3 separate regions of the Rattus norvegicus genome follow, and all the other regions are linked to region 3. The links are chromatin contacts, called in public Hi-C maps. All regions are on one chromosome and are shown on one strand. The core of a region is the stretch at or near the end of the contact, and the rest is flanking DNA. Distances in the headings are between cores, read along the strand shown.

The links. Hi-C and Micro-C count contacts between places; a contact is called where the count stands out from the background.
Region 1: a contact with region 3 is called in a Hi-C map of Schwann cells, with 4 times the contacts expected there. The contact joins the promoter of Mmaa here to the promoter of Zfp827 in region 3. A contact is called at or near these places in 4 of 12 Hi-C or Micro-C datasets (Schwann cells, frontal cortex, mammary epithelial cells and 1 more) and 1 of 1 datasets of contacts at active chromatin or transcription factors (oligodendrocytes).
Region 2: a contact with region 3 is called in a Hi-C map of frontal cortex, with 2.7 times the contacts expected there. The contact joins the promoter of Smad1 here to the promoter of Zfp827 in region 3. A contact is called at or near these places in 2 of 12 Hi-C or Micro-C datasets (frontal cortex and mammary epithelial cells).

The regions. Positions count from the first base shown.
Region 1 is chr19:45,521,362-45,524,907 of GRCr8, reverse strand. Mmaa (metabolism of cobalamin associated A) reads right to left here and starts at 1,556. Exons shown (of 7, transcript NM_001389261.1): 1 at 1,494-1,556.
Region 2 is chr19:45,415,650-45,419,340 of GRCr8, reverse strand. It overlaps Smad1 (SMAD family member 1), which reads right to left and starts at 1,799. Exons shown (of 7, transcript NM_013130.3): 1 at 1,643-1,799.
Region 3 is chr19:45,788,920-45,792,726 of GRCr8, reverse strand. Zfp827 (zinc finger protein 827) reads left to right here and starts at 1,265. Exons shown (of 15, transcript NM_001400944.1): 1 at 1,265-1,729. The coding sequence starts at 1,687.

The DNA of each region.
Region 1 (3,546 bases), core at 307-2,806, 270 kb after region 3:
AGCAATTCCCCAAACCAGACCAGGAGTACCTGACGAGAGGGAAAATCTCAGGCCTACTCCAAGGGTTCTGAATCAGAGACTGTGGGAGTGGAGCACAACTGCTTGTGTCCTAAGTCTTCTGTGTGACCCTGATGCCCTAGGAAAAAAGTCCGATAGTCTGTGTCTGCTGCACAACCTTCTCACACTCTCCTCTCAGACTCCTAGGAGTCTCTTTTCCAAACCTGCTGCTTTCCCAACTTCCAGATTTGACCCACAGGCCACATCTTCCCTCTTCTACAACATTTTTCTTCTGCTTAAATTCCTCTCTTAAACCCTCTCCTGATGATCCTGGCTTTGGAGAATCTTTTCTTCATCATATTATTCTGAATACCAACTTAGGTGATAAATCTGCTCAGACTACTAACAAATTGTACCTGGCACACAGAGGGTGCATGTTAACTCAACTGAACACCTATCACATTAAAACCAATGGGAGGATCACATAAAAATACAGATACTTGTTCCATATTGCAGAAAAATCAGATCTCTGTAAAAGACCAGTGGCAATAAAGATTTTAGAGCAATGTTCAACACCTTTCTTACATACGGGAAGAAGTTTGCTTTTCCCACATGACACCAATCTGCTGGAGCGGATTTCAGCCATTCACTTGTTCTATCCATTCCAAATATATTCTTATGACACCCTCAAATTTTGTAGGCACCATTTATGTTCCTCATGATTACGTAACTTTCCATGTTTATAGTCTCTCCTAATAGGAAACAAAGCCTTAAAAGAACCAGCCTAGTAAAAATACTATTTCTCTGAATATATTTACTTTGTCAAAGAACACTCTAGACATTGTAGATGACCTCCAAACGTTTTGTTTCTCCTGGAAATTGGTTTTCTACCCAGTTTAGCCACTTTTTATAGTCTCTTTGTTCTCCAAAATATATACATAGGAGCTCTTATGGCGGCAGTAAGAAACCCTTTTCTTAGGCTATCTTTCATTTTTTTCAAATGAGAAACATATCTGAAGTTGGCATGTCTTCTGTGGAACGCTACAGGCCCTATCGAGACGGTGTTTGGAACCCAGACAACCCTTTGTGACTCCTAGTCTGAACCCTATTTTGTATCCTGCTTTGAATCCTCTGCAAATGGGTATTCCTTCCACTCTGAGGTGTCTGCTGCTCCCTTCCATAGGCGGAGCTCCTTAACATGGAACAACCTTTGGCCCCGTCTCCTTCCCTGCTGCCCGAGAGGAGCTCACAACTCAGCCCACAGATCCTGACAGCAGTGTCTGCGACGCCTTTCTTATGTAAGGAAAAAGCACGCAGTCCCTTCCAGTTCTTCCTGCAGGCCCGACCACATCCACCCCGCCCCTAATTCAGCCACATCCTCCTCGGCTGCCCCCCGCGAGCCTCCAGGGGGCGCCCCCTACAGCGGGGCTGACCCGGGGCGGAGGACGGACCGGCCCCGACTCCTGGCCTCCGCGCGCACCGGGCCCCACACTCACCCTCGCGAGGCCGCGCAGTAAAGCACCGCCCCTTCCGCCCGCTCCTCCCGCCCTGCCCGCCCCTTCCGCCTCCGGCAGCACGCAGGCGTAACGTGACGCCCCCGCGCAGGCGCAGGCGCTGAAGGAAGGCCTGTCTCGCGGCGGGCGCATGCGCGGGTAGCGGGGGTCTGTTTGGGCGGGAAGTGGGTGGTGGAGGCCGCTGTGGGCTCGGCTTTTGCTCTCTGGAATGCGTCCTGGCTTAGGCTGTCTCGGCCCTGCCCGACCCAGCGACCGCGGTGCCATGCCCTCTCTTTCCGCGCGTGGAAGCTTGAGATGGGTCACTGATGACGACCTAGACAAACTTTGCAAAGCAGGTTGCCACCTGTTGGAATAACCGCTCCACCCCCAGCCGAAATGCAAGTCTGAACAATGGCGGGTTTGAGTGGCTCAAGGGCCCACAATTCTTCACTTTAAAACTGATGCACTCATAAGAGTATTTCCTAACATGCCCCACATTCAGAGACCTCTGCTCACCACCTCAGCAATGCCCAGGGAGGTTCGTCTGGCGTGGGCAGGCTCTCCCTTGAAAGGATCTGACTTAGTTCTACTTTGCACTGGGGCGAAATGCTAATTTATTATTATTATTATTACTACTATTACTATTATCTTGGAGAGACAAGGTCTCTCTGGCGATCCTGGAACTCCCCAAGTAAACCAGGCTTTGACACCCAAATTCTGGGATTAAAGCTGGGCCCCACCGCGCCACACTGTAGTGAATTTTAAAAAGGAAAAGAAAAAAAAAAAAAACCATAATAAAACAGGTGACTAAGCCGTTGCCTACTCGTACACGATTTTTAGGGGAAAGTTTTTGTAATATTTTAATCAAGGTAACATCCATGCCGATCTGCATAATACTTTTTTTTTTCTTGATACAGGTTAAGTTTTATGAAGGAGTTTATGAGGACTTTGCTAACTAAAAAAATGATTCCCTAGCCTTTGCTTGCTGTTTATTCTGCAAACTCTTACTTTAATGCATTTTTTTTTTAAATCAAGTATTCCTAACTGTTCTTATCACTCCTTTGGGAAGAATTAAAGACGTTCATGAAGCAGAAGTGCTCCTGTCCTGGGGGAAGGAGGGGACATGGCCGACAGGACACACAGGACTGGAACCTGCCTTGAGGCTGTGAGAGCTCCACCTATGTTCAGCCTCCTCTCGAAGTGATTAGTCTGAATCTCATTAAGAGCCATGCAGAAAAATTCAAAATTGGTTTTATTTGGTTTTCATAGTTGTTAGTATTGAAAAAAATAGCATGGTTCTATTTAAGGCAGCCGGGCAGTCTTAGGTAGCAGTAAAGATTTTCAAATTTTAACATAAGAACACATCGACTTAAATTTCTCAGGAATGATCTTTTAGAAGGATCATTTTGTTCTTAGTCATGTATAATCAAGTAGGTCTGAAGTCATGAGACCTACAAATTTCAGGTAATCCAGAAGGAAAATATGTGAAGACTGTAAAAGTAGGATACTATATTTTAAAAGGTAGTTTAAACAGCAGCTGCAAGTGCTCTTTTAACTCTTCCGCTTTAAATTTGAAATATTTAAAAACAAAGTTGTTGGAGCCAGAGCTATGGCTCAGAGAGTAACATATTAACATAAGAACATATTGGCTGTTTTTTAAGGAGCCAGATTGGGTTCCCAGGACCCACAAGGTAGTTCACAACTGTCTTTAACTCCAGTTCCAAAAAATCATTGCAGTCCTCTGGCCTCTGAGAACACCAGGCACACATTCATACTTGCAGACACATGAAAATATTTTTGAAAGTTACAAATCAGTGTAACTTTCTGGCAATTATTTAACTAAACATTCACAGAAAAGAAACACAAAATCCATGATAAGTTTTCTTATAATCTGACCTTAGCAAATGCTGCACCATGTCTAAGAACTCTGCAAAGTGTTTAGGAATGACCTCATTATTACAAGTATCATTTAACTCCATATAAGGCCTGGGAATTCAGCCAAAGTAATGCATATAGTTTCCAATTCTCTGTGGCTTATAGTACCTGGTCTGGTTCC
Region 2 (3,691 bases), core at 550-3,049, 370 kb after region 3:
TTTGGTTACTACTTATGGTTGCAAGGGTCAAAACTAAATCAAGGACAAATCCCTATCCTCTGAAGAAACCTGATCATTCTCGGGAGCCTCTGACATCCCCACCCCCAGAAAACCCATCTCTCAAGACCCTGGTTTACAGTTTCCTAAGAAAAGCAGACTTACACAAATGGAGCACCACCTTCACAGAAATATCGTATAACTGAAAATTAGAAAAGCAGAGGCGGGGAGGGCGCACCCGAAAGTCCGCACAGCCTGTTTAGGCCTGCAACCTCCATCACAGTACCGCCGCCGGTGTGAAACATCCACACCAATTGAAAACACCACTGCCTCTGCCTCGACTCTGTGAACTGTTCCAGCACAGCTCATCAGCTTCCGGTACAGCGTGAAGTGGTAATTATAAACAAGATGAAAAATGAACCTGGTCAGGGAACAGTTTTCTCATTGTGCTGAGGTGTGGGCACATTATCCACCACAGGCCCTTAGAGCGAGAGATGCTGGAAAGAGCGTGCTGTGATTTTGCTCCAGCAACAGGAAGACATTACATAAACCAAGCAACTCCTTTCAGTCCGGGCTTTGAAAACTTCAGATGTCACCCAAGAACCCTAGAGAGGGGGAAGAAAGAGGCCAGGGTTGACAACATGCACTCTACTACGATTTTCTCTTAGATGGCTGTGGCATGGGCTAGGATTTTCAGATGGAAAGCTCTTAGCTGGATTATTTTGTGCCGTGCATTTTAGAAAAACTGCATGTGCCTCCGAATAAACAAAAGCCGCGACTACCACAGTGTCTGGATGTGGCCGGCCATGGTCCCTCCTGGCTCCCCAAAGCACCTCGGGGAGACGCTGCCCCCGCAGCCTTCACACGCAGTCCGCAACGCGGCTGCAGAGGCCCGCGCTCTCACGCCCACCACCCCCACCCCGCGACAGAAACACTAACAAAGACAGTCTGGACGAGAGCAGTTGTTCCCGGCGCTCGGAACGCTGCAGTGAGGCAATCGAATCCGGTAAAGGGAAAGGAATGAGGCGACACTGGGCGACGCAGGGGGTGTAGGCGGAGGGGGGGGGGGGGACGCGAGGCGGCCAGACCTTTGAATAAATCAGAGGGAACTCCGCCGCGAACTTTCCTTAACCTCGATCCCCAAATCAGGCAGTGTGGGGACCCCACAGGGGCGCGCGCGTCCATCCAGGGAGACCCGAGCTGAGCGCAGCGCTGTCCCCGCGAGGGTCTGCAGGCCGGGGCGGGGACACAATGGGGCTGCGGCCCGATGCGGAACGGGGGTCCCCGGAGAGCTGGACACGCCCGACAAAGACGCGGGGAGACGGGAGAAGAGGTCTGGCGGCAGGTTCGCGGCTGCGAGACGCCATCATGGGGGGTGGGGGGGGACTGTGTCCCGGAGCTCGTCCCAGATTCCCTTCAGCGCGGGTCCCCGAGTCCTCCCGGATCCTCCCCGGAGCACGTCCCAGATTGACCCCGGAGCCCGCCCCTAATGCCCTCGGAGCCCGTCCCCGATCTTCCCCGAAGCCCACCCGGGATGCCCCACGGAGCCGGCCCTGGATCCCCTGGAGCTGGTCCTTGTCCCGGTGCGCCCCGCGCGGCACAGGACAAGTCCCTCTCGAGTCGGCTCGGGTACGCTCGGCTTTACCGGCTCGGCGGCGCGCCCATCGGCGGGGACGCACGAGACCCGGCGCCGGGTCCCGCGCTCCGATCCGTTCCCAGTCACCGTCCCAGCGCTTCGCTTAGCTCTCGGCCGCCGTCCCCGCGCCTCGGCCCTGGCCTCGCCTTGGTGCGCCCGCTCGCTCCCCGAGCCTGGATTGATCTGGTCGCGCTGGCGTCAGGCAGTCGGAACCGCCCAGCCTCCACAGCCCGCCTGCCAATACCCGGCGCACAACCCGCCCGCCGCTCGCCCTCGCTCACACGCGCACCGCGCGCGCCCGCTGCTGCTTAGGGATCCTCTCCAAATTCCCGGCCCGCGCCTGCCTCTGACTCTGTAGTCCCTGCCTAGCTGCCAGTCAAGTTCCAAAGCCTGTGTTATTTTCTGAAATGTTCTCAAACACGACCATCAAACCCACCCAATCGTCCTAAAAACCCATTTTAATGGCCCTGCAATCACTGACCCAGTGATTTACCGGCCCTCCATGTGGCCTGAGCCCCAAACTGGGTGACCTGTTAACTGCTAGGTAAATGCATTTATTTCTAGTATGTACCCTTGCTGCGGCAAATGACAAAAGCCATTTGTATGTTTGATACATGGTCTCTTGTAGCCCAGGATGACCCCGAACTCACTTTGAAGGGGAAAAGACCTTGAACTTCTCTTCCTCCAGCCTCCACATCGTGAGATCTGGGATTATAGATCTACACATATTTTTATTTATAAGATTCTGGGAATCGAACCTGGCCTTGTGCATCCTGGGCAGGAAGGAACTTTACAACTGAGCTTCACCACCTAGCCCTTTTGTTCACTTGCTTGCTTGCCGGCTTGGAACGGGATCTCTCCCTTTAGCCCAGGCTGGCCTTGAATTGGGAAATACCCTTTTAGTACTATAAATTTTTGGTGTAAATTTTTAGATGACAGGGTCTTGCCCCTGTTTCCACCCCCACCCCCCAAACAAAAACCCCACAAAACAAAAATACACAAACACAAAGGAGCTCACATCTTACTGATCTGTTCAGACACCAAAAACACCCTCTTGAAACAATCAACTTTTTTTTTGGTCAGTTTCTGGAAGTTGGCATGAAATCTTGGACACTTATCATAATGTTGAGTTATGTTCAGAGAAGAACTATTCTAGGAGTAAATGCCCCACAAACCAAAAGAAGAAAAAAATCATTACCAGCAATATAAAGAAATACCAAAGGCCACTACAAATTAATGACACTCTCCAATTATTCCTGTACCTTTACATGCCTGGCATTCCACTTAAAATTCTTATTAATTATTTAAGTATTATATCTGTATTCCATATTTAATTATTCAAAGGAAATGCAACAAATCCCATAAACCCATAAAATGCCATTTATAAATTATACATAAGAATATTTCTGCTAATTAAATTCCTTTCTTCATTAAACTATTTGAGCACTTACTGGTCAATTTTTGGACCTCATCTTATTTTCCTTAAAAGCAGCATTTGACATAGTTGGTTGCTCTCTGGTCCCTTGGGCAACAGCTGGAGAGAGCTTGACTAAAGGCCACTCAGGGTCATTCCCCTCCCGTCCACAGACCCTCTGCTGACAGAGTGGGGTATATCCATACACGGGAGCATTATTCAACCATGGAAAAGGAAAGGAGCACTTCCTCTGTCTCCCAGGGCCCAATGAGAGCCTCGGTTCCACCCTTCGCATGGAATAACCGGGTGGGATAGTGCTCACCTGTAATTCAGAAGTTCAAGATCATCCTTGGCTTTATAATAACTTCAAGGCCACCGTGGCCACTGTGACCAACAAAATAAAACAATCAAATAACAGGCCCTCTGCCGAATTAATAAATAAAGACCCCATATAATCTGCTTCCTTCATGCAAGATGTTCGTAATAGACAAAGCCATAGGAAGAGAATAGGAAATTAGAGTGTGGGGTGCAGGATTGAAAGCCTGGGAGGGTCATGAAAGATATAAGCATGGTAAAAGATCTCAAAAATAAGGTTAATAATAAATCTGGTAGTTACACAACTGTGTGAATACAGCAAAAAACAT
Region 3 (3,807 bases), core at 16-2,515:
CACCTTTTTCTTTTTAGCTCTGACTCATGACATATAATGTATTCCACCAAGTTCAAAGTTTCCCCTCACAAAGAGTTTTATGAAACAGCTCTTCTTCAGGCCATTTTTTTTTACTTCAATTATAGTAGCAGATTTTGGAGTTTTAAATCATTAACAACCTCCCAGTGAACTTCTATCCACATGGCTTACAGTCAGAGAGAGAGAGAGAACTGTTCCCTTTGCCGAGTATCTTTTGTGAGGAGACGCATCCTTTTCTGTTTTTCCTCTTTATGTGGCTCTTTGAAGCAGGATGTGAGATTTCTGAAGTAATGAAAGTGTGTGGCTTAATGAAAACTGTTGTAGGAGCTCAAACTGCACACTAGAACGGCTTGGGGGTAAGCCTCAGCTACCTGGGTTGCAGGAGTGGGGAAAAGTGAATTACAGAAGTCAGGATCACTGTGTGCACTGTAGGAATATCTTGGCAGTCAAGTCAACCCTCCGGGTGACCTAATCTTAGTTTCCCTCTTTCTTAAGGACCTGTAATTTTTGTTTAGGCTGAATTTTCAAGTGTTAACTCCACCAGACCCTCCAAACTAGTGCATCCATTCCACCCATCCGCTGATCCTACACTATGCTATCTTTTATTTTTATTTTATTTTATTTTTAAAGATTTATTTTCATTGGCTGTTTCAAGATCGTGTGCGAGAGTCTGTTATCCTCCAGACTCAAGGTGATGGGGCGAGAGAGTCAATCTTTCAGTTACAAAAGCCTGGGGAATTTTATACAGAACCAAACGTAGTTTAATACACAAAAGAAAGTGGTTAGTGCAACCTATTTCCTTAAAAAAAAAATCTGTAAAATAATGTTTCAAGAGCGGGGGGGGGGTAACTTTTCCACCCCCCCTTGATTGGGCGACTAGCGGGATAAATTCGAAGAAGTCCATCCCACCCCCGCACGCGCGCCCCCCATTCTTTCCAGACAGAGCAGTTGTAAATGCGAGGCTGAGTCCGCCCTGAGAGCCTTAGGGCACCTTCCTCTTTGCTGAGTGTGTGTGTGTGTGTGTGTGTGTGTGTGTGTGTGTGTGTGTGTGTGTGTGTGTGTGTGTGGTGTGCGCGCGCGCGTGTGTGTCTAGCTCTCGCTCTTTCCCTCAGTCTGTGCCTCTGTGTGTGTGTGTGTGTGTGTGTGTGTGTGTGTGAGTGTGTGTGTGACAGAGAGAGAGAGCGCGAGAGGAGAGCGAGAGAGCGAGCTGCGAGCTGTGCTGCCGCCGCCGCTGCCCTTTGATCCCGACATTAGTGTTAGGGGCTCGGAGACACAGCGCGCGGCCATAGACACCGCCGCACCGGCGCTCATTTATTTATACCTCCCATCACACGCGAGCACAGGACACACACACACTCACACCTATTAGATCCGTTTCCATTGAAGAATATTACGCTCGGGGACAAGCCAGGTGCACGACCAAAAAAAAATTTTTTTAAAAAAAGGAAAAAAAAAAAAAGAAAGAAAGAAAGGAAAGAAAAGAAGAAAACCCCTCTTCTGGCTCCAGGAAACAAGCTTCAACCCATTGCACACACCGGAGAGAAGGGGTTTCCCCCTGCCCGCCCCCCAACTACCTCCCCGCTCCTGCCAGTGTCTGCCTGTCTGCCCCCACGGGGGTTTATTTGATCTCACATTAACCAAGGAGGAGAATGTGAGAAAAGGGGGAAAATGCCCAGGAGGAAGCAGGAGCAGCCCAAGCGCCTTCCCTCACGTAAGTCATCCCTTCTCCACCTCCTCTCGTGCCATTTTCTCGCCCTCCCTCTCCTCTTTCCCCTCCGCAGCCTCCGCCGTTGTTTTCTGCATTAGTTTAGGGTTACAGAGGTGAAACTGACAAAGACACAGCCAGGGTTACTCCTCGTTTAGGTCTATGCCGAGGCAGCCATGTTGGTGATGATCAGCCCCGTGCCCTTTCTATTCTCTCTCTCTCTCTTTTTCTTTCTTTCGCTCGCCCCCCTCTTTTTTTTTCCTTGAGATCGGGCTTTTCCCCCCTTTCCCTCCCCCTCCTCACTCCGGGTTGCGGGGGAGGGGGCGAGAGGAGGGAGGAGGGGAGTAGTGTGGATGCCGGGTTTTTGTCGCGGGTGGGGGGAGGTGGGAGAGGTTGCAATCTTGAAAAAAAATAAGAAATTCCGTGTGGATCCCGGTGCACGGGTGTGCGGGGTTGGGGCGCGCGCCGGGCCGAGGCCGTGACATGGCGATTGGGGGGTGTCAGGGCGAGGGCTTGCGGCCGCCCGCCGGGCTGGGGACCGGAGAGGTCGGTCTCCGGCTAAAGGTTGCGCCGGGGTGGGTCGGCCCCGGAGCCGCGGGCGGCTAGAGCTGGAGGCGGAGGTGGAGGCGGCGGCGGAGGGGGAGCCAGGGGCGGTCGAGGAGGGTGTGGGGGCGCCGGGGGGCGCGGGCGGCCGATCGGGGGGCGAGGCCGGGCAGCCGAGCGGATGTGGGGTGCGGGAGCCGCGCCGAGGCTGAGGCGAGGCAGCCAGGGCGGCGCGCGGCGCGCGAGGTCCCTGCAGAGCCCAGGGGAGGGCGGAGCAGGGCTCCCGGCCGCAATAAAATGCGGGGTCAGGCGGAGCAGACGGAGCCGGGGCGACGCGGGCTCGCAGACCCCCCTCCCCGGCCAGCCGGAGCAGAGTCCGCGACTAAAGTGCATCCCAGTCCTCCTGGCCCTAGCCACACACGCCAACTGGAGACTCGCGCCGGGCTGAGCGGCCGGGTCCCCGTCCCCTCCTCCACCCGCGCCTCGGGTCCCTCCGCGCCGCCCTCCCGCTTTTCTTTGCGAGACTCTTAACTTTTCCCCCACTCCCTCTCGGGCTCCCCCCTCGCCCCCCCACCAAGCTCTCTCCGCTCGGAGTGTTCCGAGATGCTGCTGAAGCTAAAAGTGAAGGAGAAAGAAGCAACTAAAAATATCCCCCCCGGGGCCGCTGGGCTCCTTGAATGCAGGGGAGAGGGGGCAGGGGAGAAGGCGTGGGGCGGGGTGGCGGGAGGAGGGGACGCGGGAGGCGCCGGAGGGAGGGGTCGGGGGAGACGGAGGGTCAGTTTCTCCTCTTCCCCCCCTTCCGCCCCCCCTGCTCCACTCCCCTCTCCTGGGCGGCTTGGCGCTGCTCGGAGCCCGATCCTGCAAAACCCGGGCTGGGGGCAGGAGCGGAGCCGGAGCGCCGGCCCGCCCGCGCGGGTGTCAGGCCGACGTGGTCGGTCACCTGAAGTTCACGGAGGGTGGGGGAAGGGTTAAGGTTATGGTGTCTCGGTTGTATGTGAGCGTGTGTGTTTCCGCCGCAGACGGGCGAGCGCGATCGATCTCCCCCTCGCGAAATCTCCGCGGCGGTGCCCACGCGAAGGGGCCACGGGGCTGCTGCGGCCCGGGCGGGCGCGGTGGCACCGGGAGTGACGAGCAAGGGCACGCACGGGCAGTCTGCTCCGCAAACATTCCTCTTTTCTTCCCCCTTCCCGGTATGCAAGGAGTCGACTCACAGGGCTAGGGTTGTGCTTTTTTCCCCTTCCTTTGGGGAGAGAGAAAGAAAAAAAAAAAAATGCCCCGGTGCAGTCCTTTCTTCGCCTGCCCGCTAGAGGTTCTGAGGATAATATCACATATGTAATATATATGCACATAAAATCACTCGCAGGCGGCTGCGAGTGTAGGAAAATTTTGTGCGAGGAGGAGGAGGAGAAGGCGGCGCAGTCGGGGCGGGCAAGGCGGGAGGCTCCGCGCTGCGATTCACAGAAAACTCGCAGCAGTTGGTGGAAGTGTGCGTGCACATGGCCGGGCCGGGCTTCCCTCTTGCTCGGACGCGCGTGGGCAGC